Regions from separate parts of the Mus musculus genome. Here regions 2, 3, 4, 5, 6 and 7 are each linked to region 1. Evidence: chromatin contacts called from public Hi-C and promoter capture Hi-C data. All regions are on one chromosome and are shown on one strand. Each heading gives the region's core, a stretch centred on a gene start, on an enhancer-like site or on the middle of the called end of the contact. The rest is flanking DNA. Distances are from core to core; before and after follow the strand shown.

What was found. Promoter capture Hi-C pulls out the DNA fragments that hold promoters and counts their contacts. A called contact is a pair of places that touch in the nucleus more often than the background predicts.
Region 2: a Hi-C map of cerebellar granule neurons shows a contact between it and region 1, with 2.7 times the contacts expected there. The contact joins the enhancer-like site here to the promoter of Snx16 in region 1. A contact is called at or near these places in 6 of 39 promoter capture datasets (cranial neural crest, frontonasal cranial neural crest, hippocampal neurons and 3 more) and 1 of 484 Hi-C or Micro-C datasets (cerebellar granule neurons).
Region 3: a contact with region 1 is called in a promoter capture Hi-C map of second pharyngeal arch cranial neural crest. The contact joins the promoter of Lrrcc1 here to the promoter of Snx16 in region 1. A contact is called at or near these places in 5 of 39 promoter capture datasets (cranial neural crest, frontonasal cranial neural crest, maxillary cranial neural crest and 2 more) and 1 of 484 Hi-C or Micro-C datasets (the G1E-ER4 cell line).
Region 4: a promoter capture Hi-C map of pre-B cells shows a contact between it and region 1. The contact joins the promoter of Car3 here to the promoter of Snx16 in region 1. A contact is called at or near these places in 3 of 39 promoter capture datasets (cranial neural crest, pre-B cells and second pharyngeal arch cranial neural crest) and 1 of 484 Hi-C or Micro-C datasets (CD4 T cells).
Region 5: a contact with region 1 is called in a Hi-C map of CD4 T cells, with 2.6 times the contacts expected there. The contact joins the promoter of Rbis here to the promoter of Snx16 in region 1. A contact is called at or near these places in 4 of 39 promoter capture datasets (cranial neural crest, hippocampal neurons, pre-B cells and 1 more) and 1 of 484 Hi-C or Micro-C datasets (CD4 T cells).
Region 6: a promoter capture Hi-C map of pre-B cells shows a contact between it and region 1. The contact joins the promoter of E2f5 here to the promoter of Snx16 in region 1. A contact is called at or near these places in 6 of 39 promoter capture datasets (cranial neural crest, frontonasal cranial neural crest, hippocampal neurons and 3 more).
Region 7: a contact with region 1 is called in a promoter capture Hi-C map of second pharyngeal arch cranial neural crest. The contact joins the promoter of Car13 here to the promoter of Snx16 in region 1. A contact is called at or near these places in 5 of 39 promoter capture datasets (cranial neural crest, frontonasal cranial neural crest, maxillary cranial neural crest and 2 more).

Annotation. Positions count from the first base shown.
Region 1 is chr3:10,438,808-10,442,584 of GRCm38.p6, forward strand. It overlaps Snx16 (sorting nexin 16), which reads right to left and starts at 1,323. Exons shown (of 8, transcript NM_029068.4): 1 at 1,108-1,323.
Region 2 is chr3:13,864,063-13,867,656 of GRCm38.p6, forward strand. The region is part of intron 2 of Ralyl (RALY RNA binding protein-like); the gene reads left to right. Among named protein-coding and RNA genes, the nearest start is that of Gm41998, 68 kb to the right of the region's middle. Within about 2 kb of position 2,004, at least 7 of the 459 cell types and tissues checked have an H3K27ac peak or open chromatin away from gene starts, as enhancers often do. A contact at or near this core is called in cerebellar granule neurons and hippocampal neurons, where this site is marked.
Region 3 is chr3:14,531,743-14,535,304 of GRCm38.p6, forward strand. Lrrcc1 (leucine rich repeat and coiled-coil domain containing 1) reads left to right here and starts at 2,046. Exons shown (of 19, transcript NM_001163579.1): 1 at 2,046-2,280. The coding sequence starts at 2,192.
Region 4 is chr3:14,862,178-14,865,547 of GRCm38.p6, forward strand. Car3 (carbonic anhydrase 3) reads left to right here and starts at 1,361. Exons shown (of 7, transcript NM_007606.3): 1 at 1,361-1,428; 2 at 2,073-2,270. The coding sequence starts at 1,395. It overlaps Gm41999 (predicted gene, 41999), which reads right to left and starts at 1,888. Exons shown (of 4, transcript NR_168331.1): 1 at 1,602-1,888.
Region 5 is chr3:14,609,408-14,612,990 of GRCm38.p6, forward strand. Rbis (ribosomal biogenesis factor) reads right to left here and starts at 1,849. Exons shown (of 4, transcript NM_001099674.1): 1 at 1,803-1,849; 2 at 134-250. The coding sequence starts at 247.
Region 6 is chr3:14,577,364-14,580,750 of GRCm38.p6, forward strand. It overlaps E2f5 (E2F transcription factor 5), which reads left to right and starts at 1,308. Exons shown (of 8, transcript NM_007892.2): 1 at 1,308-1,660. The coding sequence starts at 1,457.
Region 7 is chr3:14,640,196-14,643,830 of GRCm38.p6, forward strand. It overlaps Car13 (carbonic anhydrase 13), which reads left to right and starts at 1,532. Exons shown (of 7, transcript NM_024495.5): 1 at 1,532-1,650. The coding sequence starts at 1,614.

The DNA of each region.
Region 1 (3,777 bases), core at 73-2,572:
TTTGCAATGCTATGCATGCATTCTAAACCTCTTCCTTAAAAAATATGTTAATTTTTAGGCAGGGTCTTACAAGGTTGTTGCCTGTGAACTTGCTAAGTAAGTAGCCTAGGTAGGTTTGAACTTTTGATCTTGCAGCCTCCATAGGTGCTGGGATACACACCTGTACTACCAAGCCAGCAACAACTGTCTTGAAAGTAACATTTTTTTTTAAACTTAGCATCAAATATATTTCAAATGCAAACTTGGTAAAGTTAACGAAAAAAAAGGGGGGGGGAAGGTATCAGGTTTACAGTCAATCAAATTAAATCATTAAAAGTTTTGCTTTTTGATTCTAGATTATTCATTCTCAATAACCTAAGGTCCAAAAGATGGTTATATTGTATGTCTGAATAATTTTGTAGAATAAAGAAGTAATGACTTACCATTACGACGTTAAGTAATAAACTCAGAAATGTTAAGTAGCGACCAGGAGAAATGACAGGTCTATTTATACACAGCAACAGGGGGTCTACCAGCCCAACTTTATTTACTGTCCTCTTAGCAAGCTGTCCCCTCTGGATGTAGGAAGTTTAAACAGGGTGTCTAACCTCACGCGGCCAGTGCAACCTTCCTTATTGTGGAACATTCAAGAAACTTGAGCTACGGACTCACCCCTTGGGTGAATCCTGACCCCCACCCCGCACCTCCCCAGAAGAACCGCGCAGGATTCTCGTAGCTCCGGCGCTGGCCTCTGACATCTGCCACCTGAGGCCCCGGGCTGCCAAGGGCGGCCTCGGGGTGCGCCCGGGGACTTCCACCCGCGGGAGCGCCGAGCGGCGGAGGGAGGGCGTGTCGCCTTCTTCGGGGGCGCCTGACCTCGTACCCAGGAGGATGCTCCCGCGCTACCTGGGGAGGAGGGTGACAGCACGGTGGCGGAACGCAGGCCCGGGGAAGCTGGCAGGGCGACGCGGTCCGCGCGGGCCGCGAGCCCTCAGGCCGGGCTCCCGCACCTGCAGTCCTCCCGGGCCAGGCGCGCCCAGGGGTGCGGCGGGGTCCAGGCTCCCCCGCGCCCCGCAGCCTCCCGCGCGCCCGCCCGCCGTCCAGGCGGCAGGTGTCCCCGCGTCCTACCTCGGCGCGCTCCGCGACCCCACGCCGTCAGGGGAAGGAAGGCGGCTCCTGTTGGACTGCGGCGGGTCGCGTCCTGCCCGGGCACTCGGACTCCTCACGTGACCCTCCGCCCCGGAGCAGCCGCTCGGTGCCTGGGCACAGCCACCCAGCCAGGTTCCCGCGAACCGAGGGAAGGGACGGCCTCGAGTGGGAGGGGGAGGTATGCCGCTCCAGGAAGTGACGTCACAGCACGGCACCGCCCCCGGAGGCCCACACTGGGATTGCTGGTCCCTGTCTCTGCAGTGGCCCGAACAAATCTAATTTTATCACAGGGAATCGACAGTTTTTTTTCCACAGGCTTTATTACTAGGGAGTTTCTGAGAAATGGGGCTACAATATCTAGTTTGCCAAGTAGATGAAGAGAAGACTTCAATTCCCAGAAGGCACTTTGGCTAGCATAAGTTCGGGCTAGAGCTTTGCATCATGGGACTTGTAGTTATCACTGGTTGGGGGGGGAGGTCTAGAAGGTTAGTCATTTTCCATAATTAGCATTTCTTTGATGGATTGACAACTGATTTGAAGAGTAGGCAGATAGAACACTATTTTATTGTGTATTTGTCCCTGTAATTTAGGACTATGGTAAAGATTCCTGAATGCCTGAATTTCTGAATTTAGCCCAAGTGAAAACAGTATTAGGCTGCTTAGATTTGCTAATTTGAAAACCTTTAGTGTTTCAGCAACACTATTATTTAATATTATATATCAAAGTTTACAGAACCATTTGTCAGTACAATCGAGTTGTCTTATTTAAAGATCATTCAATGATTTCTAGGGCTTTGGAGCGATACCTAGAAGGGGAAAATTGAGAGTGGTGATTCCAAAATGATAATGTGATTTCTGACATAGGTGTAGCTTTTATTGGAGAAATAAGTATGAGATAAACAGAATTCGTTGAAAACATAAAGATATTTTCAGGATGAAATTGCCCTTTTTGTCCTTGAATTAATATAATTGAATAAAGGGAAGAAAAAAGTAAGGCAAAGAAAAATGAACCTTGGAATAGTTTTCTTAATAGGGCTCCAGGGGCCAAGGAAAGAAAAGCGCTCAAGAAATAAGAGTGTACAGGTAGCATAGTTTGAAGAAAGATGAAGATCTTGTAAAGGTTGTTGGAACTGTTTGAGTAATTTTTTTTCAGATTATTGAGTGGAACATAACAGGATATACATATATACAAACATATACATATATACATATGTATATATCGCATATTTTCTGGTATTGATAAATGGCTAGATTTTACTTTCAGGAGATAACTAGACATTTTTAGTAATCAAAGAAGAACATTCTGTGTGTTGTCAGATAAGGGCTACAACATAATCTATATATACAATATAATCTATATATATACTGGCCGGTTCCTACTTATAGACTTTTAGTTTACACTCTATGCAGTGGTCCACAATAGAAATGAACTGTTTACACAGCTTACAGAATAAGATTATTTTTCTGACTTTTGTGTTGTGTACTTTTATGTATGTATAATAAGAGGGCATTTGAGCTCACCCAAGGTATCGTTAGACAAGATGCATAGCTTTTATCAGCCTGAGGTGATAGTGGGGTGAGCGAGAAGATGTAAAAACTACAGGATAAAAGAAGCATTTGAAATGGAAAGATATATTATTTCCCCTCCTAAGGAATTGCTCTATCTTCTGTACATTTGGCTTCTCTTGTGGCTAGGTTTATATCCCGGTTTAGATACATTTTTATTAAGCTGGATTTTTTTTTCAAGTAGCATATTTGATCCAACTTGTGTCCAACAGGTGCCTCTTTCCAAAGAATTAAAATGGAGGTGTGGCTGAGCAAAGGCATAAGATTGATGCCACAGAAACTAATGTCATAGGAGTATCTGTGGTGAGAAGTCTGGAAAGCCCCCCTGCTAATTTCTCTAAGATTGATCCATTCTTTCTCCCCTCTTGACTTCCCTTAGACTCTGTGAAATAGCCTAGTGAGTTTTTCAACATATTAGCCTTTTGCTTAAATACGGTCAAAGATTGTGTTTTAGTGTAAAAACCAAAACTGCAAGTAACACAGGCAAACTGAAAACCAGGAGTGGACACAGACAGGAGTCTTACAATTATTTAAATTGGGATGAGGAGATGGCTCTCTGGATAAAGCACTTGCTGGGCAAGTGTGAGGACCAGAGTTCAGTTCCCCAGTACCCACAAAGAACAGCCAGGAGTGGGTGTGCGGGCATGCACACCTATGTACGCTCATATATATGTTTAATCCCAGTTCTTGGGAGGTGGACCCCAGGATCTCTTGAGCAAATTGGCTCCTAGACTGTCTGAATTAGTTCCAGGTTCAGTGACAGACCTTGCCTCAGAAGGTAAAGAGCAATTAAGGGTGATACCTGCCCAATCTGCATACAAGTATGTAGACCTCTTCATGTACTACATACGTGTGAACACTCATACAAGCATATACACCACACATAAACCTACACAGATAATAAAGTGTGGTAGTTCATAAGGGAACATTATTAGTTTATCACTTCGATAACTCTGTATAGAAATATGATATTTATAATACAGGAAAACACTTCCTCAGTAATTTACAATTAAAAAACGAACATGAAGTGACCCCATTAAATTTAAAAATAATTAATTCTGTGATTCGCACTTGTACTCCATA
Region 2 (3,594 bases), core at 754-3,253, 3.4 Mb after region 1:
GATTTTCTGTCCTTTGCTATTGAACAAAAATGTAAACAACAAAATGTGTGTATAATCTACTGATGCTGCTCTCGTCTTCTTGCTCTTGAGCTGTTCTCAGTCTGGCCTTTTATACTAATTGACTGATTAATTTCCTTTGTGTTACATAATGGTATTGATTTAAATAATGGAATTTCCCAGGATTTTTTTCTTTTCCTTTTACATTGTCTTTTATATTCAATTTTCTAGCATTTTAGCTCCAAAATAGCTTGTTCATTTCCTTGTCAACATAACCATGCAGTTCCACAGTAAAATCACCTTCACTGTATAGCATAGGATTTAAATATTAAACCTGTACTTTGGGGCTTTCCTATTGAACTCTGTATAAATGACACCCAACAACCACTCAACTTCAAAACGTTCAGTATTTGCCATTTTTTGTGCTCATTTGCCCTAGTCAGGTATCTAATTTCAGACATCTCCACACTTTTCGTTTTTCTTTCTGGAAGGATGAAATTTTTTTTGTGGTCTGTAATAACCCTGAGTCTGATTTTTTCCTTCCTTGTAGCACTGCAGGCTCTTAATAGATCTCTATACCTCAATTCCTTGCAATGAATTGCCTCATGCCATTTGATTCTCCTACATGGTTATCTATGGTGTTTCTCTAACAGTAACACTTCGATGCCACTTGTCCAGGAAGATTGTTTCAGAATTTTCCAGAGCTTTTTAGATTTAATGACAACTTTCAATAGGACATTTGTACAGTTCAACTTCGTTATCAAATGTATTCTTTCTCTAAGTACCCCCAAATCTTCTTTTATTTACATTTATCTGGTGAAGAGATAGCAATTGAACATATGATGTGTGTAAAAAATCAGGCTAATAATTTTGGATTATCAGCATCACACTTGCCTGTTCATACAGTCAGGGGAGGCAATAGATAGACAGATAGATAGATAGATAGATAGATAGATAGATAGATAGATAGATAGATAGATAGATAGATATCTTACATAATTTTCCCTTTTCCATCTTTCCCTCAACCCTTCCATGTGCTCTCTCAAAATCATGGTATATTTTTCTTCAATTATTATTGTGTTACATATATTTATAAGTGCATAAATATATAAATTAAGCCTGATCATTTATGCAGTGTTGCTTGTATGCATATGATTTAAAGGTTGATCACTCAGATTGAAAACATTTTAAATATCTCATCCCTATGAATGGCTAACTCTCCTCATCATCAGTCCTCAGTTGCCCTTATTTCTTTGTCTCTGAGTGGGGCTACTTAAGATTCCTAGCAAATGAACATCATTTCAAAGAGATACAGTCTCACAGCATACTTCCTGGTCCTCTAAATCTTATATTATCTTCTGCATCTTCCAAGATGTATCCTAAGCCTGCCTTCCTTCCTTCCTTCTTTCCTTCCTTCCTTCCTTCCTTCCTTCCTTCCTTCCTTCCTTCCTTCCTTCCTTCCTTCCTTTCCCTTACCTCCCTCCTTCACTTCCTCCCTCTGTCTGTCCTTCCCTTCTTCGTTTTAACTTTTTAATAAAAGTGTTAACCTCTACCTGGACTTTTCTACTTATTTGGTTATAATTTATGAACATAAAATAAATAACTGAATAACACTTTGGAAACAAGGAATTAAATGAAGAAGTTACTCAACTTCTTCCTCCTTTAAGGGTTTTTTTTTTTTTTTTTTATCAATTGGAAATGAGATGAACGATTCTACTTTTGTAAATGAGCTTCTCCTAATGGTTTTACAACTGTCATTAAAGCTGCTCAGATAACTAAAGATAGTGATTCTATGCCTTGTTTACAATAACATTTTATTTTAAGTTGCTTGAAAATAAGATGTCATTGATATCATGTGGCTTATAAGCAGCCAATGCAGGATCTCTATTTTCGGCATTCTTATATTTACTTTAATTGATCCTGAGTCTTGTCTATATATGCAACACACAGCAGGTAGCACATGACATCAGTAGATCCAAGATTATTCCTGATGCAACTGTGAGGTTTGCGTGAAATACACCGATGGCCATCTGTATGCCTACGGCCAAAAATAGACTCTTCCCTCACAGCTGCTGCCTTCGGAGCCAGTTTTTCTTAGAAATATTGCTACTTACTTCTAATTTGCATATCGGAATTTAAAAAAATTATCCAAATATATTGTAAATATAGAAAGGTGTTCCACGTACTTTATGAAATTATTCTCTCTAAAGTTGTAATATAATATATCTTAATGGTGTTGTTTCCCCACTATTCTTTTTCCCTATCTTAGCTTCATATCGATTTGAAATCCATCGATGTGTCACATTTAGGATTTGTTACCCAGGGAAACTTAACTGTCAGACTCCCTGTTCTCTTTTAAGTGATGAAGAATGCTCTGTAGTTTTTACTTATTATTTGTGATAGATGAAGTGACACAGTGAGGGAGTGCCAGAAGGCCAGAGGGGAATCTCTGCAAAGCACTTTGGTGCCATCGTGTGGTGAAACTGAGATATTGGACATGACAGTGGGTCTTTGGCTTGTCTCTTCTTTTTGCACACAGGTTTTGTTACATTGCCTTTCTAAAACCCACTATGCTTGGTGTGTGATTTCTTAAGAATAAAGTAAATATGAGACATTTATGTGAAGATACTTTAATTTTCAACCAAAGTTCAATTATTCACCCTCACTTTTCTCCTCCCTTTCTCCTGTTCCTTCTCCATTCTTTCCTTTCTAATGGGAAATAGGAGAATAAGAACAAATGTGTAAGACTTTCAGTGACTGGATTCTGTGAGCTAAACCATTAATTTTATCAGAATTTTTATATAAAGCATAACTGCAGGCCTGGGTACATCTCTAAGTATACAGGCATCATTGCTTTATATTTATTTATAACATGAATGAGTCTCTTAGGGAAATTTTATAGAAATTCACAAAAATGTTACTTTAATCCTCTATAAATCCTCTGTGAGCCTGTGAACACATAGTTACTACTTTGCACCCTAGTCATTGTATTTGTCAGCATCAGGAACAACATGACCATCATCATTATCACCATCATCATAATCATCACTGTATGCATATTATGTGTTCTTACTCCTTCAATAATATCCTGCTCATCCCTTTCTCTCTCCCTCCTTCCCTCCCTTTCTCTCTCCCTCTCTTCCTACCTCCCTCTATCCCTCCTTCCTTCCCACTCATGGAAAAATGCTCTGTGAATCATTTGCTGTCTGTAATTTGCCTGCTTCTCATATCTATCAACTTACAGCCCTGTGCAGACTACCACATATAACTATTTGTGTTCACCTGAGCTCTGCTCATCTTTCATATATTTTTAAACTATATTGTGCAGAATTTTGCCTGAAGTCTCAGCTTTGTTCTTTGCTATTCTCCCAGTTTCATTGTTCCAAGTCAAAGTTTGTCATGTTGGAGGCATGCTCTGAAGTTCTCAGGTTACAGACAAACCTATTCTCCATCTCAAAAGTGTTCGTTCAACTGGTATTAACCTAAAACACAAGTTCTACATTGCAGAGGAACATGCCCCTGAATTGGCTTCATACTTAAGACTGCCATCTGTAGGATTTATGGACAAGCATGTACTCCTTAAACAAGCCAACCTCA
Region 3 (3,562 bases), core at 796-3,295, 4.1 Mb after region 1:
TTTTCTCCTGTGTGCTTTTCTTTCCTCAAACTCTTACACTCCTACATAACCTCTGTGCGTTCCCCTTTCACTCACACACACACATTTCCACACACATCTCACATTCTCCCCTCACTCATTCCCCTTTCACTCACACACACACACTCTCCACACACATCTCACACACACATCACATGCACTCTTCTTTCACACACACACACACACACACACACACACACACACACACACACATTTTCACACACATTTCGAATTCTTTCCTCACTCACTCTTCACATGTTCTGCTCATGGCTCTCTTGCCTTTCTCTTGCCCTAGTCTTTTATTGATACTCCAAAAGCAGATAGAAAAAAAGACATTGTATAATCATTGTCAAATCAAATTCATAAGAATAACCACACCCACAAAGAATCAAGAATTACAATTGTTCCCCAAAGTTTCAAGCGTTCCCTATTCCCAGGCCTGTAGCCAAAATAACAATAATTGTAAACTTATCATTATTTAACCTTTAATCTTTGAATTATTATACTTCAGAGCTCAGAGCTATGAGGCCAGCTACTTGCATTTTCTTGTGACGCTCTAATGATAAATGACATGGGCAAAGCTGCCAGGCAGTGGCCAGAAAGAATCAAGTTAACCCTTAACTCAATAGTTCTGCTAGCTTTCTGCTTTTGCACATTGCACACAATGGCTTTCCTAAGAGTCCCAGTGTTTTGACTTAGGTTTACGAATATATAATTTTATGTATCTTTACTTTCTTATTCAGAAACCACTCTTAAATGTTGTGCAAAATTTATTTCATAATTTCAAAAAAACTATTCCTTTCTTGGGATACCAATGTTGGCTCTAATTCATTTTCTAATAATTTCTTCAAACTTTCTTTGCAAGTCAAGCATTAATCTGGAACTATCATTGTTCAGTTATTATATTGTTTTCAAGATGAGAACACACAGCAGGCACCATTAGGACTGTGCTGTGCTGTGTCCCTATGCCTCAATTTTTAACTGTTTAAGAATCAAGGAACGTCTAGTTTCACAGAATTCACCAGAGCAGAAGGGAGAAAGAAATAAGAAAGTCAGATATAATAGAATAATTATGCCCACCAAGACCAACTGAAAGACAGGCACCCACAAATGAATTCTATACAGCTGTTATTCAGGGATAAGATTAGAAGTGGGAACGACTGTTTTCTACAAAGAGCTGCAGTGGGCTACTGAGATGTCTCCATCCTGGCCTACTGCGGGCAGTCGCTGTCATGGTATGCTGTCCCCAACAAGTTATTTATGTGGTAGCCAGGAAAACTGTATTTTGGTGGCTGTCTCCTTATCTTTGCAATGCCTTTGTGTGGCGGCTACACATCCTTGAGGCTGTAGATAGGTTGTCCCCACTGTATAAAAAACTAAAACATCAGGATATTTTCCCACACGTGTGCACTAACAAAGGTGTACAAACTCTTTGGCATCGTTAGAATATCTTTTTCAACATAGTCTGAACATCCCCTACCATTTTGTGAGATTTTCTGAAGAACTGTGGAAATAAGGTCCCTGAAAGGAGATCAGTCTATCAGTTGGGAGGGAAAGGGGGTCAACTTATGTCATGACTGTCATCACCTACCAAAGAAAAATTTTATACCACAATGGAAAAACCATTGTCTCACCAACTCTACCTTGAAACAGCCCAGTGAAGTATCTTTGGAGTGTTTGCTTTTGCAGAGGCATTGAAGAGTGTCTCTTGAGCGAATTCTTTAAAAAGCTGAACATTTTTTTCTCATCACAGGGAGACCAGCATACATAAATAAAGGCATTGCACAAATACTTAAGGATTTAACAGGAGTTCAGTGACCAAAAACGGGGAACATTACTATGTCTGCAAGATCACGTCACGAAGTATAAAAGCAAACTATTGAGAAAAACGCCTCCATATGGCAGTGGGCTATAAATAATGTTCAGTAGCCCACTCATTCCAAACCAACAAATGGAAAGGCTTTACTTTAAAGGCAGATGCCGTAAAAGTCAAGCCCTCTTTGAGCGGCGCCGTTGTCCTGCTTTGCGGCCGCGCAGGGCGGGGAAAGTGCGGCAGGCGGTTAGAGTCCTCGCCCCGCCCCTTGCTCACTCCCCGCTCCCGCTTTTGGAGGCGTGAGCAAGCTGGGACCCAGCGCTGGGCGCCGGTTAACACCCACTCCCCGTCGCGGGTACCATGGAGGCGGCGGTGTGTAGCGAAATCGAACGGGAGGATGGCGACAGCAGCTGCGGGGATGTGTGTTTCATGGACAAAGGCCTGCACAGGTAGCTGCCGCCACCCGGTTGGACCTCGGGTTGGCTGGCTTCGGAGAGCCGGGCTTGTGCAGGAAGCGGGTTCCTCCCCATCCTCCCAGCACAGTCTGGGGCTCCTCTCTGTCCCCCAGCATAGCCCGGGGTTTCTCTGTGTTCCCCCTGCACGGCCCGGGGCTTCTCTTACTCCTCCCAGCATTGCCCTGGCTTCCTCCCTGCCAAGCCCTGAATCCCTCCTGGCTCACTCAGCTGAGCTCAGGGTTCTTCCGCATCCTCTCCACAGATCCCGGGGTTCCTTTCTCTCCACCACCCAGCGCAACCTGCGGTTCTTTCTTACGGACCTGCTGAGCCCAAGCTTCCTCTTTCCCCTCTCCTCGCCCCCACTTTCGCACCCCCTAGCTGTTGCTCTTCCTGGTCTCCTTCCAGGAGCCTGAGAAGTGGGGCAAGCAGCAAGGCAAGCCTTCTCTACTCCCTGCTTACATCTCTTGCCTCAGTTCTCACCCGTTTTTAAGTTCTTTTGCATAAGACACAATCAGAGACATATCCATACAGTTGTTGAAAGTACCAAATATAACTCTTACTGACCCTGTTTTATGTTACTGAGACTGCTCAGTGGTTTTTCAGGCCCCTGGATTTTCCATACTCTGTGAGCCTTACCAGTTCAACCTAGACCCTCTCTTGTTTTTCACTGGCCAGTTAGCTATTTCTGAGATCCAGGCATTTCTGTTACAATATTCTCTGTCTTTGTTGAGGTGCCTGCTCTACTCCATCAGAACCGTGGTATTTATAATATAATGAAAACAATTTAGTCTCAGGCCTGATCTAAGGGTTGCCAACGAAGAGGTTTTTTCAAAAGAATGCTTACATTTATATTTAATAATGGTTATCGCTTTGAGGATGATGTCTATGTGAATGTTATATGTGTTATTACTAATCACCACAGCAATTATGCAGGGTCGTTTTTGTTTTGTTTTGTTTTGTTTTTCTTCTTCTAGTAAGCAATGACTCTGGGAATTTATATTTTAGATACATTATATAACTTGACAGTGTAACTAGTGAGCAAGTAAATTCAACAGTATTGATTTCTGATAGGTCAGAAAACAGATTGCTATTAAGAGCATATAATAGCACAAAATTTGTCCCTAAATAATTCTGTAATTGCCAGATAATCAGCAAATACTTCAGACACCTTTAGAAATTGGTGTTTTGAGGTTTGCAACTGTTTCCTTGCTGCCAATAAGTAGGTTTCCTGCAACTTTATACTAGCTAGCATAAAAATCTACCACAGATGCCCTTG
Region 4 (3,370 bases), core at 111-2,610, 4.4 Mb after region 1:
TTGCCATGATGAGAGATTTCCTTCTCAGGTTTTGTTACCCACGAGGAAAAGCAAAATGAAAACGTCATTTTTATAAAAGTAAAAGTTATAAGAAAATGCTTGCAGAGATCTTGTTCAAGACATTTCCAAGATACGGTGTATCTTTCTGGTCTCAAGATATTCTTGCCCAAACAAGATTTTTTTTTTCATAATAGATACATAGAATTGCAAACATCTATTATACCGGCTTCTTTCATGTGAGCCATAACCAGATATTTCTAATTATACCTTTGTCATGCACAAGTGGGATATGCCAGTTTTAGTCTCTGTTTATGTGGTTTATTGCATTACAAAACACATTAAAACTGAGAGAAAAGACACGAGCTCCCCCCCCCCGCCCCGCCCCGCGCAGCCGGCTCCCAAACCGATTTCATAGACCTTTTCCTTTTTTTCCTTGTCTCTAATTATGTCTTAGAAAGTGAAAATTTTATGTAGTGTACTCATTTTTGACTGTACCCTTTCAACTTCGGGTATCCTTGGTGCCCTGAGATGAACAGAGCAAAGCTCTGTGGCTCTGTCCCAGACTGCTGCTGACTGAGGCTAGGGTGCAGAGTCCCTCCCTGGCCAGGGATCCAGTGCTGTGCTCCTGAGTCGTACTAGACAAACTAAGCTAGACTGGTGTGACGCCTAAGCAGTCTACCTTACAGACTCATCCCTTAAGGATACCGGGACTGGAAAGCGGGCACTCCCAGACTCCTCCTCATCTCTATTCCCAGAATTTTACAGGTTTTCCGTAGGAGAATCACGCACTAGTCAGAGGATCAGAGGAGTTCTTTCCGTCCTAACCGGATTCCTGCAGGGAAAGGAACCCCAGCATCCGGAGACTGCAGCGGGTCCTCCATTCTGAGTTAAAAGTCTTCTGAGAGAGGCTGCAAGAGCCGCGGGTGCAACTTTTAGTTGCTAAGTAACACCAGACTGCAGCATGAGCCGGCTGCTCCTCCAGACCCCCAAGTGCAGGAAAACTGGAGGGAACCAGCCAAAGCGGGAGATCTTAGAAAGCTCAGCTGCTTGGTAGCCTGCAAAGTGAACAAAGGAAGGAGCCAGGGCTCTTGCAGAGCCAAGAAAGGGGGGGCTCTGTCCCCCTCCGTTCCCCCTCCGCGCCTCCTCCCTGCCCCCTCCTGCTACCCTCTCACCCGGACAGCTGTCCAGCTCTTGTAATTCATTGGCTTCTCCCGCCCCCGGCCTTCTGAGTACCACCCCAATCCAGTTTAGCCCCCTGCCTCACCGCTGACCTAATAAGGTCATGCACACTGCAGGAGATCTATATAAAAGAGCGAACTCTTGGAGACCTTGCCGGACAACAGGAGCAAGAAAGAGCAGGAGCTGTCCAGCGCTGAGAAACACGAAAGGTGACCATGGCTAAGGAGTGGGGCTACGCCAGCCACAATGGTGAGTGGGGCCAGGACACAACAGGGTGTATCTGCATTGCACAGGTGTGCAGGGAGGAATCCTTAAGAACTAGCATATAGTGAAAACTTTCTGGTGTTCCATGCTGCTGGTCTTTAACACGACTCACTGTTTTCCTTTCCACGGAGGAACCTGAAGCTCAGAGACATACTCACTATAACTAGCTTAAGGTCCGATGATGTGTCTGAGAAGTCACTCAGCCAGAAGTCAGGTCCAGTTGAATTTTTTCTGTGAAACTGAGAAGTGAGCCTCTTTGAGCTTGGGGTCCGGTAACAATATTTGCTTTGACCAAGTCAGCCTTGGGAAAAAGAAGAAAATATCCCTTCCAAGCTGCAAAGTACTCCAAAAAATATATGATCGATCTGTGGTTCATTTCAAAGATAAGCTTTTCTGGCTACATGGTTCTCAAGCCAGGGGAGGGAATGTGGAGATTGGAACGCTCTTTGAGCATAGGTAAGCAAGCTTCTAAATAGGTTTGAAATCAAAGTGCTGTGTTGCTCAATCTGAACCAGAGACCTTTCTGCAGTCACTCTTTGGCTTCTGTACACTTTGCTGGCACAGTTCACTAAATAGAGGCCTTGAGCTGTACTATTAAATGAATAAATTCTCTTCCATTTACTTCCTAGGTCCTGATCACTGGCATGAACTTTATCCAATTGCCAAAGGGGACAACCAGTCACCCATTGAACTGCATACTAAAGACATCAAGCATGACCCCTCTCTGCAGCCCTGGTCAGCATCTTATGACCCTGGCTCTGCTAAGACCATCCTGAACAATGGGAAGACCTGCAGAGTTGTGTTTGATGATACTTATGACAGGTCTAGTAAGTATAGCCCTTCGGCAGGGTCACGTGAGTGTGTTCAGTATCTAATGGCAAGACGCAATTTGTGACACGGTAACAGAATTATGGGAAGCGGGAGAAGTTTATCCCTGAAATGGAGATGACTTTAGACTTGGCTTTAGTTGTGGAGAACTATATTCACACAATGAAGAGGAATGTCACACCCTCTCGTTGCTGCAAAATGGCCATATGCCCAAGCTAAAAGTTAGCAAAACACTCCAGAGACAGAGTGTGGATCCCCAGGGGAGGACAGAGAGTCCACATGGGCTTTCTGACCACCGAGAGACAACGTTTTTATGGTTCCTGGTGATATGGAGAACAGATTCAACCATGATGAAAGAAATAAAATGGGTCCTCTCTTTCCTCGCGGATGGAAGGAGGCTAATTAATGTGAAAAGGCAGGGTCACTGTGTGAGTTAAAGAGGCCTGGTTTCAGGAAGTATCTTTGTGGTGAGTGTTTCTGATGTATATGACCACTTTTTCTTGGATCAATGTTAGTGTGGAATTGAAGCATTCATGGGAGGTTTTATTTTTTTAACCTACATTAGTAACTGATCTGTGAAATAAAATAAGATGAATTTGAAATACTTTGAATATTTGAATACTAATTTCAGGTAATTTGAAATTTCAGAAAGGCTTGGTGGCTCATACCTGCAATCCCAATACTCAAGAGGCAGGGGTAAGAGGACTGCCATAAATATGCAGCGACCTTTGAGTTTCTAATGTGTTCCAAGCCAGCTTGGGCTATAGAGTGAAACTCTGTCTCCAAAAAAAAAAAAAAAAAAAAAAAAAAAACAAGCATTACTTTGTTGCAAATAAATCTAAGTGAGAATTAGTCTTTAGTAAGTAAGAATGCAATTTTCTAGAACCACATTCTTCATTAAACTAAAAATATCCTTTGTTGATTAAACAAGAATGGCCATTCTGGTGATGTCATAAGAAATAATGATAGAGTGACAGACAACTCCTCCCTTCCAAGGTAAGAGGAGAGCAAAAACTTACTACTTCCTGAGCTATCGTTACATGTTACCCTTTCCCAGTTTTTCTTTGACTTAAAAGCTGAAGTATCATTTAGAACAAAA
Region 5 (3,583 bases), core at 599-3,098, 4.2 Mb after region 1:
AACAGTATTTACCTTAATATTTTTAAAAAGTCTTGTCTAGTAAGAAGGCTATGAACTTCTGGTTTAAAAAACAAAATCCCACTGTTAGTTTACATTTTGCTTATAATCAATGCCAGAATACTTAAATACTCACCTTCTTAAGATTAGTAGTAACTGGTTTTGCCTTGTTTTTAGCCTTGAAAGTTTTGTGGCTAGCTATATGAAATACATTCCTGGACTTCTGCCCTTTTAATTTGTTCTTGGCCATTGTCTAGAAAAGAGAGTAGGGTTCAGTTAAACTGCTTATATTTTGAACCACAAATCAATGTAAAATTTTAAGGTATCTTAGTTCTGATTATTTTAAAAGTTGTTACATAAATCCTGTTTTTCATTCCCAGACATTTGCCAGGTTTTGAGGTAGGAGGCACACACATCTCAGTCCTTGCTGCATCCCTAGCACCAGGTCTGAGACACCTAGTTAAGGGCTCTTGGTTAAACTTGGTATTGTCAACACACACAACCGACCCTTTGTGGTAAATACCATTATCCCCATCTTACAGATTTAAAAAGTGATGCAAAGGTTTAAAGCCATACAAGTTAGACTAGCGGTCACTATGATATACTGCTTTTCTCATGAACATTTCTACATTCCTGCTACATTTCCTGCTTTTGTTTGATCATAAGCAAACTCATGCCAGGCACCTGTGGTAGGTATTTACTGAAGTTCATTATCTTCACTTGCACTATATGCTTTTGGCTGCTTTTCTGCTGCAACTCTGGCCCACAAAGACTGTTTTGTTTATCTTTCTCTTTACTGAAAGTTTCCCAAAGTTTTGCACAAGTCAACTGCACCCAGTGGTAATTTTTATAAAGTATGAAATGATAAACTGCCCAGAAATTAAAGTCATCAATGGTTGCCCTGACATACACTGGGCAATATGTCTTGGTCTATTCATCCTTGGTACTACTGGCTCTGGCCTAAAATCTGTCATATCTTCCCTTTCCATTTTGCTCTAACTTTCTATCTTGGCTAAAACTTCCACCAATACAGCCTCAATATACATACACAGGGAATATGCATATACAGTGAATGTGCCTGGCATGTTTTTGTTTTTTAATCAAACAATATGGATGCACAATGTGCATATATGTTCCCATATATACAACATATAATGAATGTATTGTGCAAATACATATATACATATGTATTTACATACATACATAACATACATACACACATAACACACTCTTGAACCCTAACAGTACTTCTGCTCAAAAATATTACAGTAGAAAATGCATGCGTACAGGAGTAAAAATAAGTAAAAAGTCATTCAACCTGTTATCTAACCTCCTCCATCCCATCTACCCTCTCATCTATTACTTACTAATTATTTACTAAGTCTGAAGTAATAAAGAATGGGTACGTATATATACACAACCAGATACTTTACATGCACAAATATTAACATCAACATTAAGCAAACAAAGGATAGTGTTGCAGACTCAAATGACGAGCGATGCTTACTAAGATGGAAACACAGAAAGATTCGAGAAGATCTGCAGCCTAACTAAAACCTAGATTTTGGAAAAGTGCTATTTTAAAGTTGTGATGAAGACACTGTTAAAATACCCTGCTAAGGGGTGGCCGCAAGGTTTCGGGCCTGGGCACCCCGGGAGTTCGATCGCCCACGAGGAATCGATAGAGGACTAGAAGTTGGCAGAACAGAGCCCTCGGAGCCGCCGCAGCCAGCATTCCCACCACGCCCTGCCTGAGCCCCAAACATTTCACCCCAGCGCTCCGAAAAACCCCATTAGCTTCTCACCAAAGTTCACGCGGCTGCTCAGGTTCACAGTGACGCCATCCACAAGCTCAGGACACAGGAAGTTCCGGGAAGACGAGCCAGTCAATTGAGAGCTTTCCAGCCGTAACCCCACCCACCGAACCGGCTTCCCCGAGCGGGCCACGCCCTCAGCTCCCTCTGGTGCCTCTTAGCCCGGCCCTTCACAGTAGCCTGGGCGGGGCCTGGCGTGTCCGCCGTGACCCCGCCCACTCGGAAGGAGCCGCCTTCGAAGGGGAGGAGGAGTCGACTCAGTGGAGCTTCGCCTACTAGCATGCCATGGACGTTTTTCATAGGTTTAAGCTGGTACTTGAGAAGAAGCCTCCCACCGGTGAGGTTCCACGCATCGCCTCGCTAGGACCCCGCGCCTTTGACCCGGTGGTCGTCACCCACGAAAGGCGAAAAACATTCTCGCCAGAGAAGTCTGTCCTTCCGGTCTCAGATGCTTGGTGTCACCAATCGAAGCCGCGGGCCCTGCAGTGTCCGAGAGGTGGCGCCACGACCGAGGGCGGCGTCCATACAAGAAGAAAAAGTTCGCATCCTTTTCAAGTTACTTACTTGTTCAAAAAAGAAAATTTCCTACAGCACAGCAGATGTACAAGAAATCATTCAAAATTATATATATATATTTATATCCAATTTGTATTCAAAATGCCTGTGAAGTTCTAAAAACATAAGTACCTGTGAAGCTCATATCACAGGTAATGATGCCCTTGAATTAGATCCCCTTGCCCCAAGAAAGGCAAAACAATAAAAGTCTACCTTGTGTGAGAGTAAGAGTGATGCCACAAGTAACCAAACTTATAGAAAAACATTAAACTATTTTGCAAAACTAGAGTTATGAATTCTGAAGCAAATGAGAGGGGCATAAGTATGTTCCTTAAATGTGAAGTTATTGACATGTTTGTACAAGGCAAAGCAACATATGTAAAAGAATACCATCGTGGTTGTAAAATCTGTGGAGTGTAGCTTTTAGTTTGAAATGGTGACATAAGGCTACATATACCAAGGAAAAACATAGTTGTACAGGTAAAAGCAGAGGAATTATACAAGGCAAGGAGACATCCGTTTCTGTGTTATTGTCAGCTAACAAGGCAAACTAGAAAGGTTAATGTATTTCCCTCTGCCTCCTATATAGAAGGCTATTGCCAGATTCAGACATTGATTATTTTCTCAGCATCCTTTCTGGGTAACCCCTTTTATCACATTAAGTGGTCCTTGTTGGACCTGGTAAGACTGGGCTTCCCTACAGGGGCTAGGGAGAATGCTGCTGCTTAGGCTTAGTGGGGGCTCAACAGAACACTGGGAAACTGGGACTTCAAGCGACCATCCCATCCAGCAACTGGGAGAACATAAAGGCACCACGATGGGAAAACAACTGGACCTTTGAAATATGGCCTGGCAGTACTACTGGCTTAAGTATTGTAACCAGAAAACCCACAATGTCTTATGATTGCCTGGGTTCAGTTGTAGCTGGAAGAACAATGCTCAACTATCAGAGATAAAAGATCAGGCATACCTTGAACTTTTTTTTAATCCTATGTACTTGAAGGGATTTTGAGTCTATTATTACAAAAAATTGTGAGAATTAGTGAAATCTAAACCAGAATAGGATGTTATGGTAATAAAGATAAGGAACATGCTAACTCAAAATGCCATTTTATTCTGTGACCAAATGATCTATTAAGTATAGGAAAAAAACGATTGGTGACTTTTGAAAATCTTTAAAAATATTTACAAAGATCATATTACCAGAGTTCATTGTT
Region 6 (3,387 bases), core at 58-2,557, 4.1 Mb after region 1:
CGAACAATGGATTTAAAGATAAAATAAGTGGTACATTATCACAATGGAGTATTACTCGGTTGTTTAAAAAAAAAAATGACATCATGAAATATACTGGCAAATTGATGGAACTCAAAAACCTCATCCTGAGTGAAGTAACCCAAACTCAGAAAGATGAACATGGTACATACTCACTTATAAGTGGATCTTAGCTGTAAAGTAAACATAATGCTACAATCCCCAGACCCAGAAAGACTAAGTAACAAGACAGGCTAAAGAGGGTATCTCTCTGGAAAGGGTCAGTGGAATAGAATCTGCAGGTGGATTGGGGGGGCAGACGGGGATTTTAAGTGTTGCAGCTCTGAAGGAAAATGCTTCCCCTACAGAAGTTTTGCTCCAGACGCCTGGAAAAATTTTGGTTTAAAATTGTTTTCAGGATTTACTAGTTAATGCTGTCAGTTTCTCCTCGCGTTTTGTTTTTTTGTTTTTTTTTTTCCCTACTGTTAATTTGGGCATTCTTGCATGAAGGATATGTCTTCATTAATTCCTGCCAAATGATGTTTTTAGTCACCTACTACTTGTTAAGTGTGAAGGATATTCAACAGGTGCGAATACCAAGTTGTTTAAGATCTTGGGTTTTTTTTTGTTTTTGTTTTTTGTTTTTTGTAAACTTTTATTTATTTACATTCCAAATGTTACCCCCCCTTCCAGGTAGCCCCTCCAAAAGTTCTTCATCCCATACCCCCTTCCCTTTGCCTCTGAGAGGTTGCTCCCCACACTACCCCGACCCATCTTACCCACCCAAGGTGTTGAAGATTTTAATCCTGAGTCTCAAGTTTGCAAATAAAAAATGTGGGAGCACATTTCCTCCTCTTATATCTGTGATCTTACTATCGAGCCATAGTTTACGATGTCAATAAGTCAAAAGATGCTGCGATTGTCTCAATAATAGAATTATTGGGGAGCAAAAGAGTATAATTTTGTAAAGAACACTAAAGGCAGGTAAGGAAAGAGCTGGGGGTCTACTTCCTTCACCGTCAAGGCTCAGGTGCTTCTGTTTGCAGAAAAGGCTTTGGAAAAGACTGAAGGTCAGAGTCCCAAAACCTTCCGGGACGCGGCGTTCTCCTATTTACGCGAAGATGAGCCTTACAATACTTGCACCTGATCAGGGATGAGCGCTCCAGGCCGACCAAAAGCACGCTCCGCCTGAGGGAACCCGACTGCCCCGCCCCTCCGCGGAGAGTGCGTTACTAGGCAACGCCGCGCGGCGTCACTTCCTGCCATTTAAACTCGGGCCCACCCTCGCGGCGCTGGCCGCTCGTGTGAATCCGCGCGCTCTGTGGTGCCGTGCGCGAGCCGCGCGGCTCCGGGGACTGGTGGACGCGGGGCGCGCCGTGGGCGGGGAGCGGAGTCCGCGCACCTCCTCTGCCGGTGGCGGAGCGGCTCCTCGCCAGAGGACAGCAGGGCCGCGGCGGTGATGGCGGCGGCGGAGCCCACGAGCTCTGCTCAGCCCACGCCGCAGGCCCAGGCTCAGCCGCCGCCGCATGGGGCGCCATCCTCGCAGCCGTCCGCGGCGCTCGCGGGGGGCAGCAGCCGGCACGAGAAGAGCCTGGGCTTGCTTACCACCAAATTCGTGTCGTTGCTGCAGGAGGCGCAGGACGGCGTCCTGGATCTCAAAGCGGTGAGCGGGGATGGGGAGGGCGAGGCCCGCCCGAGGGTGCTGGGTCCACCACCCCCACTGCGCCGAGACTCCGGACCCGGAGGGGCCGGGATGGATGCGGGGGCCCCACCGACCGGCCACCGCGCGGCCCTGGCCACAAAGGAGCACCCGGAGCGAGCGCCCAGGAATTCGCGCTCTGCTCTGGACTCGCTTAAGGACCGACCGCTCTGCAGAACTTCATTCCTGTTTTGAAGAACTTTCATGCCAGTTCTTCGGAATGAAAGAGGAAAAGAGAAAACTTTCCACACCTCCTCTAAAGTAGTAGTTTTTAGAAGGGGACATTCTTCATCGAGAATTAAGAATTGGGAAGTAAGATTGGATTTGTTGGCTTAATTTAGAATCTTTCTACTTTCTAGACCTGAGATTTGCGGTCACACAGAGAGGGGTCATTTTGTGCCGTTCAGACTAAGTGGTGAAATTACTTAGTAAGCTTTATCTGGTTTTATAAGGATGTTTGCTTCGTTCTTTGCTATGGTTCGGATTTTTTTCAAACAACAACGTCCATTTAAAGCAGTTCAGTCATAGTGATTTAACCGTTCCTGGCAAAACTTGGAAGGATTCCACAACGCAGGGAAAGGGGAACAGTATGGGATCGTGCGAATTAAAATTCAGCTAGTACAAGGAGGTTCAGAAAGAGCCAATACTTCAAAAATAAACAAAATTGCTAGTTTACAGTCACAGCGAATAGCCTCTTATGACTCCTCACAGCTCCTGGCTTGAAGCTATTACCATCCTCAAGACCGTGGGTGGCCAAGGCATAGGAAATAGGAGTCTTAACAGGAGAAGCCTGCCTTCCAGAACTCTGCTGAGTGTCCTGTCCTGGCCCAGTGGGAGGCGCTGGCTTGTTGGCACTTGGATTCCCCCCTTTTCCTGGGTGTAGATGCCAGTTAGTGTCGGTTCATATTTGGAAATGTTACTCCTGGGACCTTTTTCCACTTTTATTCCCCCCACCCTACCCTCACCTCTTCTTTCCCTCCTCTAATGGGCATCTACAGTACTCAAATTGTATTGAATTCAAATGGTACGGTTTCCAGTTTCACTGGCGTTAATGAGGTCAGCAGAGAAACACCTGATGCTACAAAACACCCATTGAAATCTGCTGTTTAAAGTTAAATTCACCTGTAGTGGATGACTACATTAAAAAATTCAGAGAATTTCGGGGCTTTCCGGGTAAACGTGGGATTTGATGGTTTGTCCTGAAATATGCTCAAACCTCGGAAAATGATTTCTAGATTTAGTTGTTTGACTTACTTAACATGTATGACAGCAGGTTCTGGCATTGAATAGCAGAAGTCTGATATTCAAAAGTCTTTCTGTTATCTGGATCTATCCTAAAGATTCAAAGACTTCTGTAGTAATAAATAATTACTTAAAATAATAAGTAATGACTTACAGAGACCTGTATACCTTTCTTTTGGCTAGGTAGAAAAACATTTTACTTATGCATACTTTTTATGTTTATGAATACATATAAAACCATATGTATAAAAATGGCTTACACTGAAGTATTTATCCCTCGTGATGCTTCTTATAGTACATCATCGTGAGATATTAAGATATTCTAATAATACATGTTAAAAGATAGTCCTATTTACAATAAATTTCTAAGTGGAAATTTTAAAACGTGCACTTTATTTTTATAATAGAATCCTTCATTTTTGTGAAAATCATAAATATAGAAATATATT
Region 7 (3,635 bases), core at 282-2,781, 4.2 Mb after region 1:
AGGGGCATCTGGGTTCCTTCCAGCTTCTGGCTATTATAAATAAGGCTGCTATGAACATAGTGGAGCATGTGTCCTTCTTACCAGTTGGGGCATCTTCTGGAATAGAATTGAAGACCCAGAAATGAACCCACACACCTATGGTCACTTGATCTTCGACAAGGGAGCTAAAACCATCCAGTGGAAGAAAGACAGCATTTTCAACAATTGGTGCTGGCACAACTGGTTGTTATCATGTAGAAGAATGCGAATCGATCCATACTTATCTCCTTGTACTAAGGTCAAATCTAAATGGATCAAGGAACTTCACATAAAACCAGAGACACTGAAACTTATAGAGGAGAAAGTGGGGAAAAGCCTTGAAGATATGGGTACAGGGGAAAAATTCCTGAACAGAACAGCAATGGCTTGCTCTGTAAGATCGAGAATTGACAAATGGGACCTAATGAAACTCCAAAGTTTCTGCAAGGCAAAAGACACCGTCAATAAGACAAAAAGACCACCAACAGATTGGGAAAGGATCTTTACCTATCCTAAATCAGATAGGGGACTAATATCCAACATATATAAAGAACTCAAGAAGGTGGACTTCAGAAAATCAAATAACCCCATTAAAAAATGGGGCTCAGAACTGAACAAAGAATTCTCACCTGAGGAATACCGAATGGCAGAGAAGCACCTGAAAAAATGTTCAACATCCTTAATCATCAGGGAAATGCAAATCAAAACAACCCTGAGATTCCACCTCACACCAGTCAGAATGGCTAAGATCAAAAATTCAGGTGACAGCAGATGCTGGCGTGGATGTGGAGAAAGAGGAACACTCCTCCATTGTTGGTGGGATTGCAGGCTTGTACAACCACTCTGGAAATCAGTCTGGCGGTTCCTCAGAAAACTGGATATAGTACTACCGGAGGATCCAGCAATACCTCTCCTGGGCATATATCTAGAACAGTCTTCGAAGGTGAGTTTCTACTGTTCTGTAGGAGCGCACACACTTCTCTTCTCAACTCCTTCCTTCTTGCACAGTCAGAATGGCAGTAAGAGTTAAGAACCAAGAATCCAGTAAGTTTGGCTTCTTCTATGCAGGGCCAAGTCTGCAAGATGCTGGAGTAAGCAAAAAGGAATCAGAGAAGTGAGTTATGCAGATGGAAAGGCTGGAGCTGTCGGGGAAGGGAGGGCTGGCCCGGGGAGGTGAGCACTTCCTAACTAGTAGTTCTTATTTTAAGTGGTGGTTATTACAGCTATCGGCATTGATGTATGTGCATGTGTAATCACCACTGCCACCTCCATCAAGGTCCCCTGCATTTCCCAGACAAGATCTCCAACTCCAGCAGCAGCTCCTGCCTGGGTGAGTCATTTCCAGAAGGGCTTTTTCTGGGGTGGACTTCTCAGAAGGCAGGAAATCCCCATTGGAAACCTTTCTGGCTGCTGAGCACAGATCCCTTTCCCCACTCGGGCGCCCCCTGCGGGTGACGACCGTGCCCTCGGGTTTCGGGTTCCCGGGTTCGGGGTGCGGGCGGCCCCGCCCTCCACCCAGGCCCGCCCAGCTCCTTGGCGCGGGCGCCCTGCCACAGGTCCACAGTGTCCCTGCCACAGGCTCTCCATCGAGGACCATGGCGAGGCTGAGCTGGGGGTACGGCGAGCACAACGGTGAGCGCGGGCTTCCAGAGGGGGCTGATGGGGGCTTGAGGGAGCTCTGAGCCCCGTGGGGGGGTTGGGGGTCAGGGCCTGGTCCCCGCCGGCTCTCTCCAGAGTGGACGGCGGCATTCATTCAACTTCACTGGAAAAGCTCACTGCTGTCCCGAGAAAGCTTAAGAGGTCAGAAGTCAGATGACACATTTGTAAGGAAACAAGGACAACTGAGCCGCGAGAGCTCCCAGATCACTAAGTCACGGGACGCCTTCCAGGCGCTGTTGAAGCAATCTTGGTAACTTGTAATTTGCATACTGACTTGAAGTTAACTTGGGGCTTGTTCTTCAGTCTTACTTTCCTACCGTACCCATCCTTTCAGAGACCAAGGTTTAGCAAACGATTATAGAAATTATAATATGGTGTTAAATATATTTATTGATAAGCATGGCAACTTTTCTTCATCGCCTAAGTGTATTAGGGATAAGACATTCTTCTTGTTCATCGTTTGAACTGATTGCTTCAATTAATTACTCAAAAGAATTGCAAAGAAAAACTGGGAAAGCACTGATAGTCTTCAAAATGGAGTTTGTGGATAATAATATCAAAAACTTAAATTAGCATATACGTTATTGGATAATATTCTATAGTACATTTAATGAAAGTTTACGGAAAGTTTTCCCTTCTTTTATTTTATTTTCCCCCTTTTTGTGTTTTGAGACGAATCTTACTCTGTAGCTTAGTCTGGGCAGAACTTGTGGTCATCCTCTTTTCTTGGATGGAAAAAAAAAACTCGTTTCTTATTGCAGCTTATTTGAGGTCGTGATGACATTAATGTTATTTTTAAAATGACATCAGATGAAGTTTAGATTTTTATGAATGACATTTATAATTTAGATGAATTTCTTAAGCCAAAATAGCAATCTTATGTTTCATTACCTTCTAATTTGTGTGTTTGAAAGACAATCTTTACACATTTCAGTTTTGTCTCTGAAATCATTTTGTTTGTTGTTATTTGGCAGTTATTAGGTGCCAGTAGTGGTACCCTCTCTGTGGTTAGGGAGAAGGTTGTGTTAGCCAGTAGGTACTGATTGTACCCGAATAGGTACCCGAATAAGTATTGGTTTCAATAAAATTCTCCAGAAAATTTAAAATTTCAACTTAGAAAGGGCATTATAATGAGGAGTTGTTTTACATCTTGTTCATTTTTTAAATCTTAAAAAAGATTTATTCTTTTTTTAAAAAAATATGTTTATGAATTTTTGACTTGTATGTTGTGGAAGTTAGAAGAGGGCATTAGATCAACAAGGACTGCTGCTGGTTTTAGCCTCCATGTGGGCCGGGAAATCGAACCCAGGTGCTCGGCAAGAGTATCAAGTGTTCTAACTGCTGGACCTTCTCCCCAGTCCCCAGTTTACATTCTAGCTAGGAGTTGCAGAACCATTCTTCTCGCAGAAACAGTGGTTTTCAGAGGACCACACCTTGAAGTTAGATTATGAGATTATGTTGGAAGAATTCGGTTGGGATGTACTGGGAACTGACCAAGCATTTTTTTCTTTTTCTTTTTCTTGTTCAGTCATTGAAAATACAGTGACTGAACAGCTGGAAAGAACTTAAGCTGAGCCTGGCAGTGATAAAATGGAATGGGAATTGGAGCTCTGGACAGGACAGGGTGCCTGTTCCTAAGCAGTTTGTTTCTTCTTCCGCTAACCTCTGATCATTTTATAGGTTTAGGCCGTGTGACATCACCAAACATCATATAACACTATGGATATTCAAAAATTCCTCAAGCCACTGAGGCATGTACCTTTCACTTAAGAACCATGGTTAAGTGAATTTAAAGTCCAGTGTGGTAGGAAACATACAAAGGTGGGTCTATTTAAGAGGCCCGATATTGCAAGTGAATAGATAAAACTGGCTATCCATCCCAGTGGCTTTATTTTGGGTAGATTTGACTTCTCTAAGAACAGGCCTGGTTGAGAAGGGTTAGGGATTGATGACGGAAG